6 separate regions of the Sus scrofa genome follow, and all the other regions are linked to region 1. A link is a contact called in public Hi-C, HiChIP or PLAC-seq and promoter capture Hi-C data. All regions are on one chromosome and are shown on one strand. Each heading gives the region's core, a stretch centred on a gene start, on an enhancer-like site or on the middle of the called end of the contact. The rest is flanking DNA. Distances are from core to core; before and after follow the strand shown. Region 1 holds the start of INO80 (DNA helicase INO80). Region 2 holds the start of OIP5 (protein Mis18-beta). Region 3 holds the start of DLL4 (delta like canonical Notch ligand 4). Region 4 holds the start of VPS18 (vacuolar protein sorting-associated protein 18 homolog). Region 5 holds the start of NDUFAF1 (complex I intermediate-associated protein 30, mitochondrial). Region 6 holds the start of NUSAP1 (nucleolar and spindle-associated protein 1).

The links. Promoter capture Hi-C pulls out the DNA fragments that hold promoters and counts their contacts. Hi-C and Micro-C count contacts between places; a contact is called where the count stands out from the background. HiChIP or PLAC-seq counts read pairs in DNA pulled down with a chosen protein or histone mark.
Region 2: a contact with region 1 is called in a Hi-C map of embryonic fibroblasts, with 1.9 times the contacts expected there. The contact joins the promoter of OIP5 here to the promoter of INO80 in region 1. A contact is called at or near these places in 1 of 47 Hi-C or Micro-C datasets (embryonic fibroblasts) and 1 of 2 datasets of contacts at active chromatin or transcription factors (alveolar macrophages).
Region 3: a contact with region 1 is called in a promoter capture Hi-C map of liver, with 2.1 times the contacts expected there. The contact joins the promoter of DLL4 here to the promoter of INO80 in region 1. A contact is called at or near these places in 1 of 5 promoter capture datasets (liver), 1 of 47 Hi-C or Micro-C datasets (skeletal muscle) and 1 of 2 datasets of contacts at active chromatin or transcription factors (alveolar macrophages).
Region 4: a contact with region 1 is called in an H3K27ac HiChIP or PLAC-seq map of alveolar macrophages. The contact joins the promoter of VPS18 here to the promoter of INO80 in region 1. A contact is called at or near these places in 2 of 5 promoter capture datasets (fetal liver and liver), 6 of 47 Hi-C or Micro-C datasets (embryonic fibroblasts, epiblast stem cells, heart right ventricle and 2 more) and 2 of 2 datasets of contacts at active chromatin or transcription factors (alveolar macrophages and skeletal muscle).
Region 5: a promoter capture Hi-C map of liver shows a contact between it and region 1, with 2.6 times the contacts expected there. The contact joins the promoter of NDUFAF1 here to the promoter of INO80 in region 1. A contact is called at or near these places in 1 of 5 promoter capture datasets (liver), 1 of 47 Hi-C or Micro-C datasets (liver) and 1 of 2 datasets of contacts at active chromatin or transcription factors (alveolar macrophages).
Region 6: an H3K27ac HiChIP or PLAC-seq map of alveolar macrophages shows a contact between it and region 1. The contact joins the promoter of NUSAP1 here to the promoter of INO80 in region 1. A contact is called at or near these places in 3 of 47 Hi-C or Micro-C datasets (liver, psoas muscle and skeletal muscle) and 2 of 2 datasets of contacts at active chromatin or transcription factors (alveolar macrophages and skeletal muscle).

The regions. Positions count from the first base shown.
Region 1 is chr1:130,200,221-130,203,244 of Sscrofa11.1, reverse strand. INO80 (DNA helicase INO80) reads right to left here and starts at 1,540. Exons shown (of 36, transcript XM_003121588.5): 1 at 1,220-1,540.
Region 2 is chr1:130,034,894-130,037,732 of Sscrofa11.1, reverse strand. It overlaps OIP5 (protein Mis18-beta), which reads right to left and starts at 1,255. Exons shown (of 5, transcript XM_003121583.5): 1 at 911-1,255; 2 at 592-658. The coding sequence starts at 1,232. NUSAP1 (nucleolar and spindle-associated protein 1) reads left to right here. Exons shown (of 12, transcript XM_021097458.1): 2 at 119-1,702. The coding sequence starts at 1,610.
Region 3 is chr1:130,384,999-130,387,827 of Sscrofa11.1, reverse strand. It overlaps DLL4 (delta like canonical Notch ligand 4), which reads left to right and starts at 1,417. Exons shown (of 11, transcript NM_001244418.1): 1 at 1,417-1,792; 2 at 1,904-2,173; 3 at 2,651-2,708. The coding sequence starts at 1,727.
Region 4 is chr1:130,418,820-130,421,833 of Sscrofa11.1, reverse strand. It overlaps VPS18 (vacuolar protein sorting-associated protein 18 homolog), which reads left to right and starts at 1,367. Exons shown (of 6, transcript XM_001929361.4): 1 at 1,367-1,444; 2 at 1,572-3,014. LOC106509024 (a long non-coding RNA gene) reads right to left here and starts at 2,646. Exons shown (of 2, transcript XR_001306223.2): 1 at 2,526-2,646.
Region 5 is chr1:129,967,153-129,970,190 of Sscrofa11.1, reverse strand. NDUFAF1 (complex I intermediate-associated protein 30, mitochondrial) reads right to left here and starts at 1,711. Exons shown (of 5, transcript XM_021097468.1): 1 at 1,570-1,711.
Region 6 is chr1:130,064,388-130,067,381 of Sscrofa11.1, reverse strand. It overlaps NUSAP1 (nucleolar and spindle-associated protein 1), which reads left to right and starts at 1,741. Exons shown (of 12, transcript XM_021097458.1): 1 at 1,741-1,889.

The DNA.
Region 1 (3,024 bases), core at 291-2,790:
GAAAGAAGACAGCCACAAAAATATTGTATAATTATGTTTATGTGAAATATCCAGACTAGGCAAATTTACACAGACAGAAAAATTAGTGGTTAAAAGGGGCCAAGGGAAGGAGAGTAGAGAGTAACTGCTAAGGGGGCTTCTTTTGGGGGTGATGAATTATAGTGGTGACTGCTGTACAAGTCTATTAGTATACCAAAAATCATGGAACTGTACACTTCAAAAGGCTGAGCTTTTCAGTATGTGAATTATATCTCAATAAAGCTGTTACTTTAAAAATATATAATAAAAAGCTGGCACTAGTAAACCACGATGAAAATTTCTTTGGGAAAGGAAGTCATGAAAGTCACTGATTGGAAAAGTAAGCTGGTTACTTGTGACGTTAGGAAGGTCAAATTCCTATTTTCTTCTTCCATTCCTTCCAGCAACTATATGAACGTAAAACTACAGACAGTGTTTGGATCAAAGAACTCAGGCACAGCTGGCTGTTAACTAAAATAGTGAGTGTTTTCTTAGGATCTTTCACTCCTCAACTGTAGGGGGCTTCCATCCTCGGTGATTACGGAAGTAGTAGTTTTTATCAGCAACCTCAAGAAGGAATGTCAAATTGGATGACACTTGCCTAGACGCCCTAAAAAAAGCCTAAAAGACTGAAAGGGGTGACACCTACACACTCCTCAGTCTGCGCACGTGTTGGGCTGCCCCCACCCAACACCAACGAGCAGCGTGCACCATACACCCAGATCTCAACTTGTTCCCCATAAACTGACACACTGTCAAGCCCTTAGAGCTCATCTGCTTAAAAGGACAGATATAGCCCTCACCAGGTTCCCACTTGAGCCAAACCAGCCCCCGCCCTGCCCCACCCCACCCCCAAACCCACACACGTGTTAGCCCGACACCGCCCCACCGGGTCCCACGTGCACCTGGTCTAACACACTCCCCACGTGTGGGCGCCCCACGGGCTTCCTAGGCTGGCTGAGGTCACCGCGTGACCCCAGGTCTCCAGAGGCAGGAGGAGGAAAGGACGAGGCCCAGGTCCCCTGAGGTCCTAATCTTGTGGGGAGTGTCCATACCCATCCTCCTTACTAACCCCAACAAATCCAAGGGCCGGGGGCGACGGCCCCTTTAAGACGCGGCCCAGTCGTCGCCCGCAGAGAGGGGCGCAACGGGGCCTACACAACCCCCCCTCCGTTCGCCCGCCCACGTCTAGTCGCCTCACCTCGGGCCGCCGGGCCCCGCCGCCGCGGCGGCGGCGGAGGGGGGGCGGAGTGCGGGCGGGGTCCGGAGGGGGGGGTCGCCCCGCCGACGGTGGAGCCGCGGTTTGCTCTCTGAGGCCGTGGGACGGTGACTGCGTTGGGCGTGGACGCTCCTAGCTCGCTCCCTCGGCGGCTCCTGGGACCCCAAGATGGCGGCGGCGCTGAGGCGGCTGCGGGCGCTGGGCCGGCGGCGGCGGCGGCCACTTTCACTCACTGAGAGGAGCGGAGCAGGGACACGGGGAGCCATGGCGGGGGGGAGGAGAGGCGCCATAGCCAGGCCAGAACAATCGAACTGCTACTCAGCGGGCTTACCCCTGCCCCGCCCACGCTCCCTGCTCGTTGCCAGCCCGTGGCCGTCCGCAGTGCCGCTGCTGTCGACCTCGTGCAGCTCGCACCCCGCAGCTGCCGCCTGACGCCCCGCGCAGACCGGGGTTCGGGGGGGAGACCCTGATCCATGCCATCTGAGTGCAGATTGGTCGGGGCTGGGACTGGCGAAGATTGCCGAAAGGCGGCGAGGAGGAGGAGGAGGATGTCATCGCTAGAGTGAGCAAGCAGATCTCGCGGGAGCAAATGTCGCGAGACCTCTTCAGGCCTGCAACCGCCGAAGAAAGGTTACTTTTCCCGGAAGTAACGTCAATCGAAACATCCCGGGATCTTGGGAACGTTCAATCCGCAGACTGGATCTGGGAGGGTTCTTGTGATTAGTTTGTTAGGGGCTACTAAGCACTGCTGAGATCACTTGAGTGAAAGGATAGGCTTGGGCGTGGTATTTTATCCTGTTTTTGGCACCTTTGGGCGGAGTTGTACATTTTTCGGGAAAATGCCTGCTGTGTAGAACTACTCTTAGTTTGGACAGGATGCATAAATGAAGGCTTTAAGATTCAAGCACTTAGAAACACAGACCTGTCATCAGAAGTCTCTCCCTCTTCTCACACTCACTCAGTGAACCTCTGAAATTGATTTGTCTGTGCCAACTCCGTAGTTTGAGACTCCTGCAACCCACATTTACTTAAGTTAATATAGCTCAATGAGCAGCATGTATGTTGAGAAGTATCTAGTGTACAGCTTGAGTGCAAATAAGGATTAGAGGAATTTAGTGAAAGTTAAGGATTCTATTTCATTTCCCTCGGGTCTCATGTTTTAATTCATTTCAGTCTGGCCCTTAGCATTTAAGCAGAACAGAGTTTGGTTAAGGTCACTGAGAAGCCTTCTTGGGCCGAATTCACTGGACTTTAAAGAATTAATTTTGCTGGATTTCCCGTCCTGGCTCAGTAGTTAACGAATCCGACTGGGAACCATGAGGTTGCAGGTTCTATCACTGGCCTTGCTCAGTGGGTTAAAGATCCGGCATTGCTGTGAGCTGTGGTGTTGCATTGCTGTGAGCTGTGGTGTAGGTCGCAGACGCGGCTGGGATCCCGAGTTGCTGTGGCTCTTGCGCAGGCCAGTGGCTACAGCTCTAATTATATCCCTAGCCTGGGAACCTCCATATGCCGCAGGAGCGGCCCTAGAAAAGACCAAAAAAAAAGAATTAATTTTGCTTAAAGGGGAGTTCCCGTCATGGCGCAGCGGAAACTAATTCAACTAGCAACCCTGAGGTTGTGGGTTTGATCCCTGGCCTCCCTCAGTGCGTTAAGGATCTAGCGTCACCATGAGCTATGGTGTAGGTTGCAGAGGCGGCTCAGATCTGTGGCTGTGGCGCAGGCTGGCAGCTGTATCTCCGATTTGATTCCTTGCCTGGGAACCTCCATATGCCACAGATTCGGCCCTA
Region 2 (2,839 bases), core at 6-2,505, 170 kb after region 1:
TACCTGTTATTCAAAAATATCATTTCAACATATAATCAATATTTTAAAATTCTTCAAAACTTTAATCACAGCATATTTCAATTCAGAATGGCCACATTTTTTTGTTTTGTTTTTTTAGGGCCATACCGGAGGCATATGAAGGGGAAGGTTCCCAGCAACATCATATCCGAGCCAAGTCTGAAACCTAGACCACAGCTCAAATCAACACTGGATTCTTAACGTACTGAGCGAGGTCAGGGATTGAACCCACAACCTCATGGTTCCTAGTCGGATTCGTTAACCACTGCGCCAGGATGGGAACTCCAGACATAACTTTCTTAAACTCACTTCCACAAGGCGCGAGGTAGATGTGGCCCTCAGACTTTAAAACCTACACACAAATACAGCTTTTCCATTTCATTGCTATATCAACCTCGTACAAGACTCAATCAGGTAAAAGGAGAATCCTTCAGATATGGATGGAAGAAACTTTTCTTCTAGCACAAGGTAGGAATAAACTGTTTTCTCCTCGTGCAAGTCGGTTCCATTCCCCCCTCGGTCTCATTAAATCTGGGAATGACTTAATGACCATCTGGAATTCTCAGTACGTACCTGCCTTTGAGCGAACCTTCAATGCCAACTAGGAAAGGAGCTTCCAAAACTACGTTATTTGTGACTCCTAGGAAAACAAACACGGGTCAGAATGACTACCTGTGAGGCAATGAAAGGGGAAACCTCTTCCTTCCAGAAAGACTCATCACAGCCACAAAAAAAAACTACGAAAAGTCGCCCCCACCCACCCCTGGCAAAGGAGTTCATTTCTTTCAAATTTTCAACTCGTTTTCTTCCCCGTGAGTTCTAAGCCCCCAATAAAAAGCCGCAACTCCCTCTCGACCCGCCTACGCCTTCCCCAGACACTGCTCCCACTCACTGGAGAAGGCCACGGCTCCAAGGGACCGCGACAAGTCCCATGCGAGGTGCACCGAGTCGGCGAGCACAGCGTAGCAATGCGCACACTGGAACACGGCGCACCTCTCGGGCTGCAGCCACCATGGCAGCCGCGGGGCCGCTGGGGGCTCCTCCGGCCCGAGCCCAGCGGGGCCAAGCGGCGAAGACCCCTTCACCACCTGCGTGTCCCACTCCATGGAAGTCGTAAGAGAAGTTTCGTCAGTCGCCTTCTTAGGGCCATCACAAAAGTCACGCCGCGACTGCCTTGGATAGCACGAGCGATGCCTCCGCGGCCGCGCCGCCATCTTCCCGCAGCCCCCGCCTCCGTTTCAAAGACGCGCCAGGCCCCGCCCCAAGCTCAGTTCCTGAGTCCTCATTGGACAACGTGTATCGGGGTTTCTGCCGCGCACTCGTTGCCTGGACACACTGTTTGGCGCCCAGGTGTTGGCGAGGGGTGGAGGAGAATGTGCGTCACTGGGAGGGGAAATAAGCCTTTCTATTGGTCAATACCGGGAGACCCTGCCTATGAGGCAGTTTTAACCAATGGAAGTGCATCATTCGTAATTTAAACTCTCTATAAAATTCGGTTTGGTTAACGCTTCGAGCCGCGCCAGAGTTTTCAACCGTGCTTTGGAGAGGGGGTTACTGATCTTCTTCGTGGTCGCCTGGATTGCAGTTCGCCATGATTGTGTCCTCCCTGGAGGAGCTGGACTCCTTCAAATACAGTGACCTGCAGAACTTGGCCAAGAATCTGGGCCTCCGGGCTAATCTCAGGGTATGGGGCCGGTGGCGGGTGGGGTAGTATGAGCGGCCTTTTCAAGACTCGATGGGGGCTGGGTGGGGGGAACCTGAAAGACTGAGGCGGCTGTCCTGGCCCTGGGGCGGTTGGTTTGGTTCACCCAAGGGTCCTAGTAACTTTGCAAAACCGAAAGGGAGCCGTAGTTTTCAGCTTATGTTGCGGCTGACTTTTTTGGAGGCTCACGAAGGCCCCGGCTCCAAAAGGGTTTGGCTTGGGTTTTTTTTTGAAGTACTCGATAGTAATTGTCAGGGCTTCAATTACAAAACGCAGGCTTAGAAAGCGAAAGGAATGCTGCTTCTAAATGCCGATTGTTAGGCAGTCGCAGAAATAATTGCCTAGGCTTCTGGAAAACTGCAAACAACGAACACTTTTTGTGTTATAACAGCGCCCCAAATCTATTTTCATGGGGAACCTGGAAGAAAGAACTTTTAGAGGACCCCTCTCATCACCTTGGAAAAGTTTTTATAACAGCTCTGATCTAGTAGGATAGTTCCTTCATTGGCCACTGCTGTGGTAGTGTTCTAGTCAAAGCCGGTAAAGTCTTTGACTCCGAGACTGCAAACCCCTTGGGGAAATGCAGGGTTTTAATTTGGGATTGAAGTTTTTTATATTCTAGAGGAGTTTTCCCACACAGTATTAATGTATACTCTGGAGATTTGTTCAGCAAGCTGTCGTATTTACACTGAATGAATGCCTAAATCAGTCCTCACAAGTGTTTCTAGGTGGTTTAAAGAAAATAATCTGTCTCTGCACCTGTTGGGGCTAAATGATAAAGGACTATCTTTGGAAATATTTCTGAGCTATTGTGTTTAATTGCTCCTCAATATTTTTATAAACAAACCTTAATTCTGTACCTTAAATCTCTAAATTATTTTTGTAATCTGGCTGGACTCTTTTACCCAAAGCACCATCCAAACTGTACTGATCCCTGAACACTTGGCACCTTTGTCCATCATCCTTTCTTTGCTAATTTTGGCCCTTTAATCTCAGATCCTTTTTTCTCTCCTTCATGTGCATGAATAATTCCCAATTACTCTCCAGTCCAACAAGAATGTTATCACTCTCTTTGAGACCCTGTAGGCTTTCCACCTTCCACTGGCAATTTTTGTAGGT
Region 3 (2,829 bases), core at 168-2,667, 180 kb before region 1:
CTCCCCGGGGCCCGCAACGCGTCCCTGCTCCCCCCGCCCCTGCGCTGATCTTATCGCCGGACGACAGCCATCGCTGTGCGGGCGGGCTGACAGCTGAAGCCACAGAGCCCCCGCCACCCTCAGCGTCGCAGAGAGAACTCTCCGGCACCCCCGACACTAGTAGAAGCCGGCTCTCCCCAGTCTAAAGCCTCCGGGGATCACGCCGGTTCCGGGAAAGCAGCTGCGTTGCCGCCGCTCTGAGAAGTGGGGCCACCCGAGGGAGCTGCGAAGGCAAGACGGTGAAACTGCCTGAAACTTAAACGAGTCCCCGCGCTTCCAGTTCCACCCTACATTTCGCCGTATGAGGAGAGGACCCGGGTCTGCCCAGACTTAGCCTCTCACGTTGACTCGCTAGTGGCTTCAGCCAACTCAGGAGCCAGGGGAGTTCCTCCCTGCCTCAAAGGAGCGACAGGACGCGGGCGGTCGGGGGCTTGGGGCAGCTGGGGTGGAGGGAGAAGGTGGGCGCTGGAGCTGAAGCTGAAGCTAAACCTAGGTGAGGGGAGGCGCTTGGAGGCGGGGCCAGACCCTTATTACCATACAGCTGAGGACGCGCCCCCCTTATTCCCGGACCACGCCTCCTATCCCCTGCACCGGGACTGTGCGTCTGGGGACTGGCACGCACAGAGCCCAGGCGGGAGGCAGAAGGGGCAGGCAGAAGGAAGGAGGCACGCTCTGGACGCCCCCTACCCCCGCGCAACCGGAGTGGGAGAAGCCAACCAGGTGGAGGGCCGAGCCCCTGAGTCTTAGACGCTTGGCTCTTCGCCTTGCCCCGAGTGGCCACTGAAAGGATAATGCCTCCGCTAGCTTCCCTGCTGTACAGGGGAGGGGGCGTGGTGGGTGGACGCTCACAGGTTGCGGCCGGGCGACGCCAGGGCTCCCGAAGCTTGGGGAAGGTGGAGATTGGAATTCTTTAGCACTAGTTTCGCTTTCTGAGCTTAAGTTCTTTTTACCTGCTCTAGTGCTGCAGGTAACTAATGCCGGCTGCGGACACACCACCCACGGGGACTCCCCAATGTCTCCGCCCCCACAGCCATCCGGGAAACACTCGCTCACCTCCCGCCCCATTCCTCTCGGCCCTCCCCCTATCCTCGCACAGCCGGGGTCGCGGCTTGTAACCCCCAGTTGTGGAGAATTGGTTTCTTCGACAAGCGCTGAGCTGGGGGATCCAGGGGCTGAGAGCTGCACGGAGGGGCGGGGACCTGTGCCTGACTGGCTGACGGGGAGGGGGGAAGGCGGGGGCGGAGGCCCCCTCCGGGCGGCGCTGGGGCTGTAGCAGCTAGAGGCTCGAGGGGAGGGGAGAGTGACCACGAGTCTGAGTGACAGGCGGGTTAAGAGAGGAGCCAATATATATAAGGAAAGCTCCCGAACGCGCAGGTTTCAGTAGCGGCGCTGAGCGCAGACTGGGAACGCGAGGCCAAGAGCCGCAGTTCAAGCCGCCTCAGTGCAGTATACCCGGGCCCTCGTCTGCTTACAGCCCCAGGATTAGCCCGAGGACACGTCCTCAGAGCGGTCGCCGCCCGGTCGTCCTCACCTGGATTACCTACCGCGGCAGTTGGAGCGGAGTTAGCGAGAAAGCGAGGCGTGAGGAAAGCCCCGAGTGGAGCCTGGCTTTTCAGGGACCCCTCCGGCGGTTGGACGCGCGGGAAAGCTTCACGGTCGGCGGGTGGAGAGAGCGACGCCCCGGGGAATGGCAGCTGCGTCCCGTAGCCCCTCTGGCTGGGCGCTACTGCTGCTAGTGGCACTTTGGCAGCAGGTAACGTCCCGCGCCCCCTCCGCCCCTTCCCACCGCGCCGCGGGCTACAGCCCCTGGCGTCCGCCGACCTGACCGCTCTCCTTCCTCCTTCCCTCCGTCCCTGTGCAATAGCGCGCGGCCGGCTCCGGCGTCTTCCAGCTGCAGCTGCAGGAGTTTGCCAACGAGCGCGGCGTACTAGCCAGCGGGCGGCGGTGCGAACCCGGTTGCCGGACCTTCTTCCGCGTCTGCCTTAAGCACTTTCAGGCGGTCGTCTCGCCCGGGCCCTGCACCTTCGGCAGCGTCTCCACGCCTGTGCTGGGCACCAATTCCTTCGCCGTCGGGGACGACAGTAGCGGCGGCGGACGCAACCCTCTTCAACTGCCCTTCAATTTCACCTGGCCGGTGAGCACAGTCTGGGCTCACTGGGAGGCCGAGAGAAGGGATCTCCCTGAGATTAAAGCCCTCTCCCTAGATTTCCTCACTCCCTTCCAAAAAAGTGGGGCGCTCTCTTAGGATCCTTTCTTTCGATGCCTGGGACCTCACCCTCTAGTAGGCTCTCACTCGTCTCTCTCTTCCCTGTTCTGCGCCCTCTGTTCCCCTAGCTCTTGAAATACGATTTTCATCACCTACCACCCCAGCGGGTCCTCTACCTTCGAATGAGTCTCACGTACATTCCCCCATCCCTCAACCCTCCTCCTACCCGGGGTTCTTTCCCCTTCCCTGCTTGCGCGGGATGATGAGCCCGTTATGTTGACTCGGGTACAGTAACTGTATCCTGCAATTAGATTAATTAAACCGGCTGCAACAAGGCACTCCCACCACCCCCTGTTCAACTTGCTTTCTTTCTGTCTTCCCCCGCCCCCTCCTTTCCGTTCCCAGGGTACTTTCTCACTCATCATCGAAGCTTGGCACGCGCCAGGAGACGACCTGCGACCAGGTGAGTAGCTCGCTCCGCGGCCACAGGGGGGCGACACGGCGCAGCGCCGAAAGAGTTAATCTGAAATAGGCGGGGGAAGTGCGGGGTGGAGGGTGGGGGGCAGGACGCTTAGCTTGGCCGG
Region 4 (3,014 bases), core at 118-2,617, 220 kb before region 1:
TTATCCTCACAGTCAGCTTCTGTCATATCAAAGCAAAATGCCCACACTTCATATGTAAGTGCCAGTAAGTGATCAATACAAGATAAGCCACAGCATTTCTGAGAGAGAAGTTGTGGTCCAGGGAGTCTTCATGGAAGAGGTGGACTTGAGAGTGACTGTCAGATTAAAACCATATTTAGAGTTTACTGAGCACATGTTATTACAATGAGCTTTCACCTAGATCACCTCATTTACTCTTCAACACAGACCTAAGAGATAAGTATCATTATATCTATTTCTTTAGATGAGGAGACCAAAGCTAACAGCATCAAATATACACAGTGTCGGAGTTCCTGTTGTGGCGCAGTGGTTAACGAATCCGACTAGGAACCATGAGGTTGCGGGTTCGGTCCCTGCCCTTGCTCAGTGGGTTAATGATCTGGCGTTGCCGTGAGCTGTGGTGTAGGTTGCAGACGCAGCTCGGATCCCGAGTTGCTGTGGCTCTGGCGTAGGCCGGTGGCTACAGCTCCGATTCGACCCCTAGCCTGGGAACCTCCATATGCTGCGGGAGCGGCCCAAGAAATAGCAACAACAACAACAACAACAAAGACAAAAAGACCAAAAAAAAAAATATATATATATATATACACAGTGTCACAGCTAGTGAGTGGCTGGGCAGGAGTAAAGGCTGGTCTCTGGGAGTTCCTATCATGGCTCAGCAGAAATAAATCTGACTAGTATCCATGAGGACACAGGTTCAGCCCTGGCTTCAGTAGGTTAAGGGTCAGGCATAGCTGTGAACTGTGGTGTAGATCGCAGATGCGGCTCAGATCTGGTGTTGCTTTGGTTGTGGTTGAGGCATAGGCTGGCAGCTACAGCTCCGACTTGACCCCTAGCCTGAGAACCTCTATATGCCGTGAATGTGGCCCTAAAAAGATTAAAAAAAAAAAAAAAAAGGCTGGCCTCTGACTCTTACTTCAAAGACTGGCCTAACATTGAAGAAGGAGGATATGGGGGAAAACTGCTGTAATCAACCAACAGGGAGTATGAACTGAATCTGCAGCAGGCAAGCCCACTTAGGCCCCATCCCATATATCCCAGAGAGCAGTGGAACCAGGAGGGAGGCTCTGGGGACAGTGAGGAGGTGACTGGAAAGATTCTGAGTTCCTGAGACACCCCTTCTGTGCTAAACAGCTCCACGCAGGGAGGATACTTGCTCTGCAGCGTCCAGACCTGACCTAAGGATGCAGCTGTAGCCCTCTTCTCTTGCTTGCACTGGGGGCGTGAACAGTGTGTTTCACTATCCACTCTTCAGCGTTTGTTTGGATTTGAATATTGCCTCCTGGCTTCCTCCACTTCCTGGCCACGTGACCTTGGACAAATTGCTCCACCAGGTCGAATTTCAGTTTCTGCTTTTGTAATGTGGGGAAAGGAGCAGTGCCTACTTCTTAGCATTAGTGCGAGGGTAAGCTGAAATAACATTAAATATTAGAAACTTAGCATGGTGCTTGGCACATCGTCAGCACACTGTAAATGTACCTTTTCTGGTTATTTGACCTTTGTCTGGACCTATTTGTGTTTCCCTAATGCAGGTGATCTGAGATGGAGTTTTAAGTAAGGGCAGGGCAGTTCCCTGGCTGGGATTACTTTTCCCAGGCCAGAGACCTGCCTACCTCCCAGCTCGGCACCTTCCCTCCAGGGACCTAACCTGAGCGCAGCGCCCCTGGCGGCATAGACGGCGGGAGAAGCAAGACCCGGCCAGAGGGAAGTTATGTTTTACCGCAAATCAGACGGGCGGTGGGAGGGGCAGTCCAGGCCCAGAGAGCCTTCGGCAAGGGCTGGTGAGGGTTCACTCTCTAGGCCTGTCAGGGAAATTCAGCAAGTGTGGACTCTCCACACAATGCATGGTGCGCACCTGGGCTCTTTTGAGGGTAAAGGGGGCGCTCTTAGTCATAACTGGGGACTACCGATTAAAACCAGGAAAGGGTGACGCTGGTCAAGAGCCTTCCACTTTAGCAAGGTAGCAAAGTCAATGAGCCCCAGGAGAGAAAAGACTGCAGTATGGGTCGCCTAGGCAAATGGAAGAGAGAAACCCAGTGGCAGTAGCATCCGAACCTTCGCTGTTCTGCTGCTCTGGACTCCTCACCTACCTCCAAAGTCACTTGTCCCTCATTCCTGCCTGCTTTTCAGGTATTTGTTCCCTGCTCCTTCGTGCTGCCATAGCACTGTGACCACGTACCTGGCTACACGTCAGGAGCGAAGGGCATTTTTTATCTGTTCTGTTCTCTATGGTGCCGCCCCAGCCTGGAACAGTGTCTGACAGAGTGTGTGTCTGCTCACGTGAGAACGACTGAGCTTCGAACAAATCATCAATCGCTTTTCTGGTATTAATTATCTATTTACTGACCCATCGCCCCCGCTGGATTATGACCTTCAAGGACGGTGTTGTACTTACCTAAGTAACCCCAGCACCTAGCCCAAGGCCAGGCATAGAGTAAGGGCTCAACACCTTTTTGTTAAATGAGTGAATGGAAGCGGCCCACTACCTCTTAGCAGTGCTTCTTCGTCTTCTCTGTTGCTCCTCTTGTCTCCTCTGACACCAAGGAGCCACTACGGAGCAGGTTAGGTAGCACATGGCTTCCTGCGAGCCGGACCACCAGCTCTGCCACTTTCTGGAAGCCGGTGGGTCCCTGGATGTGGGAGAAGCCAGGAGTGTTTGCCTGTGCCTTGTGAAGGTAGGGTCAAGACGGCAATTAGATTGAGGAGGTTCTCCTGGGTAACTCGGACAACGGGCTGTTTAAAAAGATGGGAGCCGGAGCTGGACAGAGAGAGCCTGAGCGTTCTTCTCACGGAGGTAAGCCTGGGTGTGAAATGTGCTAGGGACTGGCTCCGAGGCTGGGGCTGGACTGCCCTGGGAGGGTCGGGGAAGGGGGCTGGGAAAGCCGGGATTGCCTCCCGGTGTCCAAATCCGGAACTGCAGCAGGGTCCAGGAGGGAGGGGCTTGTGTTCAGCAGGGCCCGCCCAGCAACCGGCTC
Region 5 (3,038 bases), core at 462-2,961, 230 kb after region 1:
TAGGATCTTGCTTTTATCTGTCTACCTAACTAACCTGACCTTAAGCTTACTGACTATGGCTTGAACATAATTGATGCTCAATGTTTGCTAAAATAAAAGGAAAATGTGGGTGTTCTCATCGTGGCTCAGTGGTACCCAACTAGTACCCATGAAGACTCAGGTTCAATGCCTGGCCTTGTTTAATGGGGAAAGGATCTGGCGTTGCTGAGAGCTGTAGTGTAGGCTGCAGACGCAGCTTGAATCTGGCATTGCTATGGGCGTAGTGTAGGCCAGCAGCTGCAACTCAGATTCCACCCCAGCCTGGGAACTTTCATATGCTGCACCCGCGGCCCAAAAATAAATAAACAAATGAAAATGTGTGAACAGTATGTTTTCAAATGGACCAAAAATTGCAGGGAACCAGGAAAAATAACAAGAGTTGACCTCAGGTCTTGGAATCATAGGTAATACTTAAATTTCCCTTACTGACTTGTTCAAATGATTTTCTCTCTCCACACACAAAAATTTGGGAAATAAGTGATAAAATGGAATTTGTACAATCAAAAAATGATTCTCAGAGTTCCTCCATGTCACAGCAGCTTAAGGATCTGGCCGTTGTCACTGCAGTCTGCTGTGGCTTGGTTCCATTCCTAGCCCAGGAACTGCTACATGCTTCAGGTGCAGAAAAAAACACCAAAAAAAAAAAGATTCTCATGAACACCATGCTTAGGCTACACTACTGAGTGACAAATAATGAGGAATTAAAAATGCATGTATACTGGAGTTCCCTTCGGTGGCTCAGAAGTTAACAAACCCTACTAGGATACATGAGGATTCAGGTTCCATCCCTGGCCTCACTCAGTGGGTTAAGGATCCAGCATTGCTGTGAGCTGTGGTGTAGGTCACAGACTCGGCTAGTATCTAGTGTTGCTATGGCTGTTGCATAGGCCAGCAGCTGTAGCTCGGGTTCCACCCCTAGCCTGGGAACTTCCATTCGCTGCGGGTGCAGCCCTAAAAAAGAAAAAGGGGAAGAAAAAAAAAAAAGCATATACGGTAACGATATAAGTATAAAAATGTAAATGTACAAACAAAAAAGATTTGGGGGTTAAAAAAAGGCTTACAGCCATGTGCAGGGTGATGGAATTATGAGTACCATTATTCACCCTATTTTCCAACCCCTCAGTAGTGTTATTACTTCTCTAATAATATAACGTTAGTTATGAATATTTTGTTTCATATTTTTACCAATAAACATAGTCAAAATCACTAACTGGATGATCCTGGGCTGAAGCTGGTGAGTTTTCATGGCAGCATAAACCATGAAGCTAAAAGCAAGCAATCTTACTGAAGACTGTATGTCCAGCGCTTACCACGTGTCAGAAACTATTCTAGGTGTACTTTAACTCCTCACAACAACCAAAAGAGGGGCTACTATTCCAATTGCAAAGATGAAAATGGAGGCTCTAAGACTAAATCACCCGAGGTATACAACTACTAAGCGGCAAACCTATCCCCAAGAGCCCCGGCGTTTAGCTCCTGATCCAAGACCGGGAGCGGTCTGGACATTGTCACGGCCCCTTCATTTCTCACCTGCTAGGGCTGTGTCGCCCTCGCAAGTCCCGACGCTGCAGCCCTCCCTCGCGACACCCCAGAGTGAACCTCCGCTGTGCTCCTGGCTTTTCCCCGCCGGCTACTCCACTTTTCCTGTGTAGGTCCATCTGCTTTTCCAGTCCGCAGGGAAACTGGGCCTTATGACACTAGAGTTCCGGTCAGGTACGCAGGTCGGGGGAAGAGTAATAAAGATCCCGAAGCTTAGCGAAATGAGGGTTATGGTCGACTAGCTTCCCAAAGGACCCGCTCCTCCTGCCCTTCCTGATCTTTTCTGCCCTATGTCAGAAAGTGGGGAGAATTTAGAGAAAATTTTCGCCTCCCCTTCCTGCTTTCCGCCTTCATGCTGCAAACTTCATCCTGTATCTTTCAAGTAGGACCCAGATATTGCTAATAACCTTGGCCCCCAAGAGCAGCAGCCCAAGAGCAGTCCACGGCCACAGAGCAGCCCAAGAGCAGTCCACGGCCACAGAGAGCTACTTCTCCTGGAATTAACCCCCAAAGAATCTTGGGAGACCCACCTGAAACTTGAACACCAACTCTCCTACCTGCCCTTCCCCAATCCTGCCCCGTGGGGTCGCCCACTCCCCAGGGTTTCGATTGTATCTTGCGCACCCCTCTGTTTAAGCACTTTCAACACTTGTATCTTAATTATTCATTCACTTCTCACTTCCTCCGCCATGCTGTGAGCTTCTTGGGTCCAGAAAGTACTCTTCTTCCTGTCCCCAGCACCTAACATAACGCTGGCAGGAATTAAGCCCTCAGCATGAATTCGAATGAATTGTAACCATTGGCTGTTAACACCGTTCTCCAGAGTACCTTCCAAGTCCTCACCAAATACAATTGCCTTTTCCAAGTTTCCTCTGTCACTCTTTTCCACTCTACACCTTTTCTGTCTTCAAATTTTTCTTTGACTTCTCCGGATTCTACTACACTTGCCTGGCTCTGCAACCTCCTTGAACTTTTTTTTTTTTTTTTTTTTTTTTTGGTCTTTTTGTCACCCACGGCATATGGAGGTTCCCAGGCTAGGGGTCAAATTGGAGCTGTTCCTGCCAGCCTATGCCAGAGGCACAGCAATGCCAGATCCGAGCCACGGCAAAGTGGGATCCTTAACCCACTGAGCGAGGCCAGGAATCGAACCCACAACCTCATGGTTCCTAATCGGATTCATTTCATCCTTAAACCACTGAGTAAGACCAGGGATCAAAACCACTATGGGAACTTGTCCTTGAGCTTTTTCTAGCTGCTTACTTTACTCTGTACTCCCACAACCTTAAATGTGGGTTTGTCTCCTAAGCCCAGCCTGTGCCTTCCTCTTTTCTAGTCACAGACATGAGTTACACGCAAACAATCCAAAATATGTTCCTCTAAACACCAACATACATTTTCTTTTCTTTTCTTTTCTTTTTTTTTGGCCTGGCTGCCCCGCCGCACACCCCATGCAGAAATTC
Region 6 (2,994 bases), core at 492-2,991, 140 kb after region 1:
TCACACAGCTAGTTAGTGGTAGAGCCTGGATTCAAGCCCAGGAATTCTGTTTGCAGAGTCCATGCTCTTAACCATTTCACTCTCCAACAACCTATATTTTTAACAAAGATAAATGTAGGAGTTCCCGTCACGGCACAGTGGAAACAAATCCGACTAGGAACCATGAGGTTGCAGATTTGATCCCTGGCTCTGCTGGTGGGTTAAGGATCCGGCGTTGCTGTGAGCTGTGGTGTAGGTCGAAGATGCAGCTCAGATCTAGTGTTGCTGTGGCTCTGGTGTAGGACGGCAGCAACAGCTCCAAATAGACCCCTAGCCTGGGAACCTCCATATGCCGAGGGCGATGGAGACAAAAAGACAAATAAAACCCCCAAAAAAACCCAAACAAAAACAAAGATAAATGTAAATTCCTGTATTTAGGGCAAAAAGAGAGATGGCAAGTAAGAGAGACATATTTTAAGATATCAAAAGTTTGAAGACCATCGCCTTTTAGAAGGACATTGCCGAAATGACATATTCCCAAGAAACAAAAAGGTGAAAGCTTTAAGGTAACTTACTATAGGGTGAGTATAGGAACCGGGGCTTTGGTCTAGAGAAAAAAAAAGTAAAGTAGCTATATTAAAATATTTAGTATCTGTGGTATTCAGATAGCTAAAGACCTGTAATTGAATGGCTCTATATTATTTTTTCTAGAGGACATAATTAGGTGGTTTAACTTGGAATTTGAGAGCATAGACTTTGGAAACAGTTTGAGTGGATTCAGATCCTGGAACTGAATCTGTGGGAACTGCTGCCATAAGGAATCTCTGCTTCTAAGAAGCTGCTCAGGTGACACTCTTGAAGGTGTTTGAGGACCTATACCGCCCACCGCTGGTCGCTCACCAGAAGAGGCGCTCCCAATGACACTCCTGCCTCTCCTGGGAGAATCACGAAGGGAGAATCTCAAAAGCCCTGCAGCTGGGTTTAAGAAGAAACAAAAGTGTCAGTTATTAACAGTTTGACATTCTACAGAATGGCGCTCAAAGAAAAGTGGCGAATCTGCTCTCCTGTATTAACCAGAGCTGTAAACAGCAGTTTGACATTTGGGCTCTTTGAGTCAAAATGGGTCAAAGTCAAGAGACAAACTGGAGCTATTAAACTGTTTACCTAGTGTATTAAAAACTCTTGGATCTGAGAAGGAAATTATTAGTAGCATAGTTTAAGGGTGGCTTAAAATAGTCATGCGGGAGTTCCTGTCCTGGCTCAGTGGTTAAGGACTAGTATCCATGAGGACATGGGTTCGATCCCTGACCCCATTCAGTGAGTTAAGGATCTGGCATTGCCATGAACTGTGGTGTAGCTGCAGACGCGGCTCGGATCCCCGTAGCTGTTGCTGTGGTGTAGGCCAGCAACTGCAGCTTCAATTCGACCCCTAGCTGGGAACCTCCACATGCCTCCACATAAGGGTGTGGCCCAAGAAAGACAAATGACAAATAAACTTAAGAAAAAAAAGTCATGGGGCCTACCCAGACTGCCTTACCACGACGTGACACTGCTTCTACGCGGAAATAATTTTACATTCCTAACAAATGAATTACGAAAGGTATTCCCCCGCCATTACTACTCTCAGACCAAACGTTACTAGAGGGACGAAAACAGTGGGTCAAGAGCTATTGATTGACGTACATTCCAACCAATCTACAACGGAAGAAGAGTGCGCCTGCGTGAGGCGTAACTCAACCCGTACTTAGCGTCAGCGGAAGAGGCGGGGCAAGTGGAGACGGCCACCGCAGGGTTGGCGGACTTGAGAAGGAGCAAAGATGGCGGAGTGAGGCACGTCGCAGCTCGCTGGCCTTTGGGCCGGGGGGCGGGCGGCCCCCGGGCGCTCGAGTGCTTCTTCTGGCCAGTGCGAGGTAAGCCTAGAAGGCTAGCGACGGAGGAATGAGCAGAAAGTGGCGCGGCCTATCCCTTTCGAGAGACGGAGCGCATGGAGTTTAGTCGCGCGGGCGCAGGCCTCGGCCGGGCGAGGTTTACCTCCGAGCTGCCCCAGGGCAGCCGCCCCTGCTTTTGGCGGTGTGTTACACACGCTTGAGTCCCCGACCCGCCACTGACCTCTGTACCTTGCCTTGGCTGAGTTGGTACTTTCCGCTTGTTACCCAGCGATTGCACCTACGCGAGTGTGTATCTGGCATTCTCTGCGTCTGCCATCCGCTTATCTTTTGAAGAGTAGCTTTGTTTTATTGATTTATTTATGCTTCTCGCCTGTTTGGCTTAAGGTTCGGGTATCAATTGAGGCTTCTTGCGGCTCTGAGTATTTTGTGTTCCTGGCCTGTTGACCTTGAGATTTGGGTAATAGGTCACCCACCTCCATCCCGGGATTTTAGTTTGACTCTGTGTATCACGCACTTTCTCGTGCTTATCTTTATTATATCCATGCGTTCCCACTTCCACCTCTCAAACTTTGTTAAGATCGGTGTAAGCAGCTTTGTCCTTGTATGACCTGATAGTTACCTAATGGCGCTTTAATCTCGGATGATTCTAGGTTGAATTCACCGTTGTTTTTCACACAAAGGAGTCATTGTACAATTTTTATTTAGAATGAAAGAGTTTAGGGAATTATGAGAAAGCAATTTGCGGAATGTGGTGGGGTTACAAAGTATAATACTGTCAGGCGTTTGTATTCGGTTCTTGTTTAATTTTATGGAATATCTCTTTGTTTTGTTTGTTTTTGTTTTTTGCCTTTTTTACCTTTTCTGGGGCCGCTCCCGCGGCATGTGGAGGTTCCCAGGCTAGGGGTCCAATCGGAGCTGTAAGCCACTGGCCTACGCAAGAGCCACAGCAACGCGGGATCCGAGCCGCGTCTGCGACCTACACCACAGCTCACGGTAACGCCAGATCCTTAACTCACTGAGCGAGGCCAGGGATGGAACCCGAAACCTCATGGTTCCTAGTCGGATTCCTTAACCACTGACCTTAACCACTGAGCCACGACGGGAACTCCCTGGAATATCTCATTTT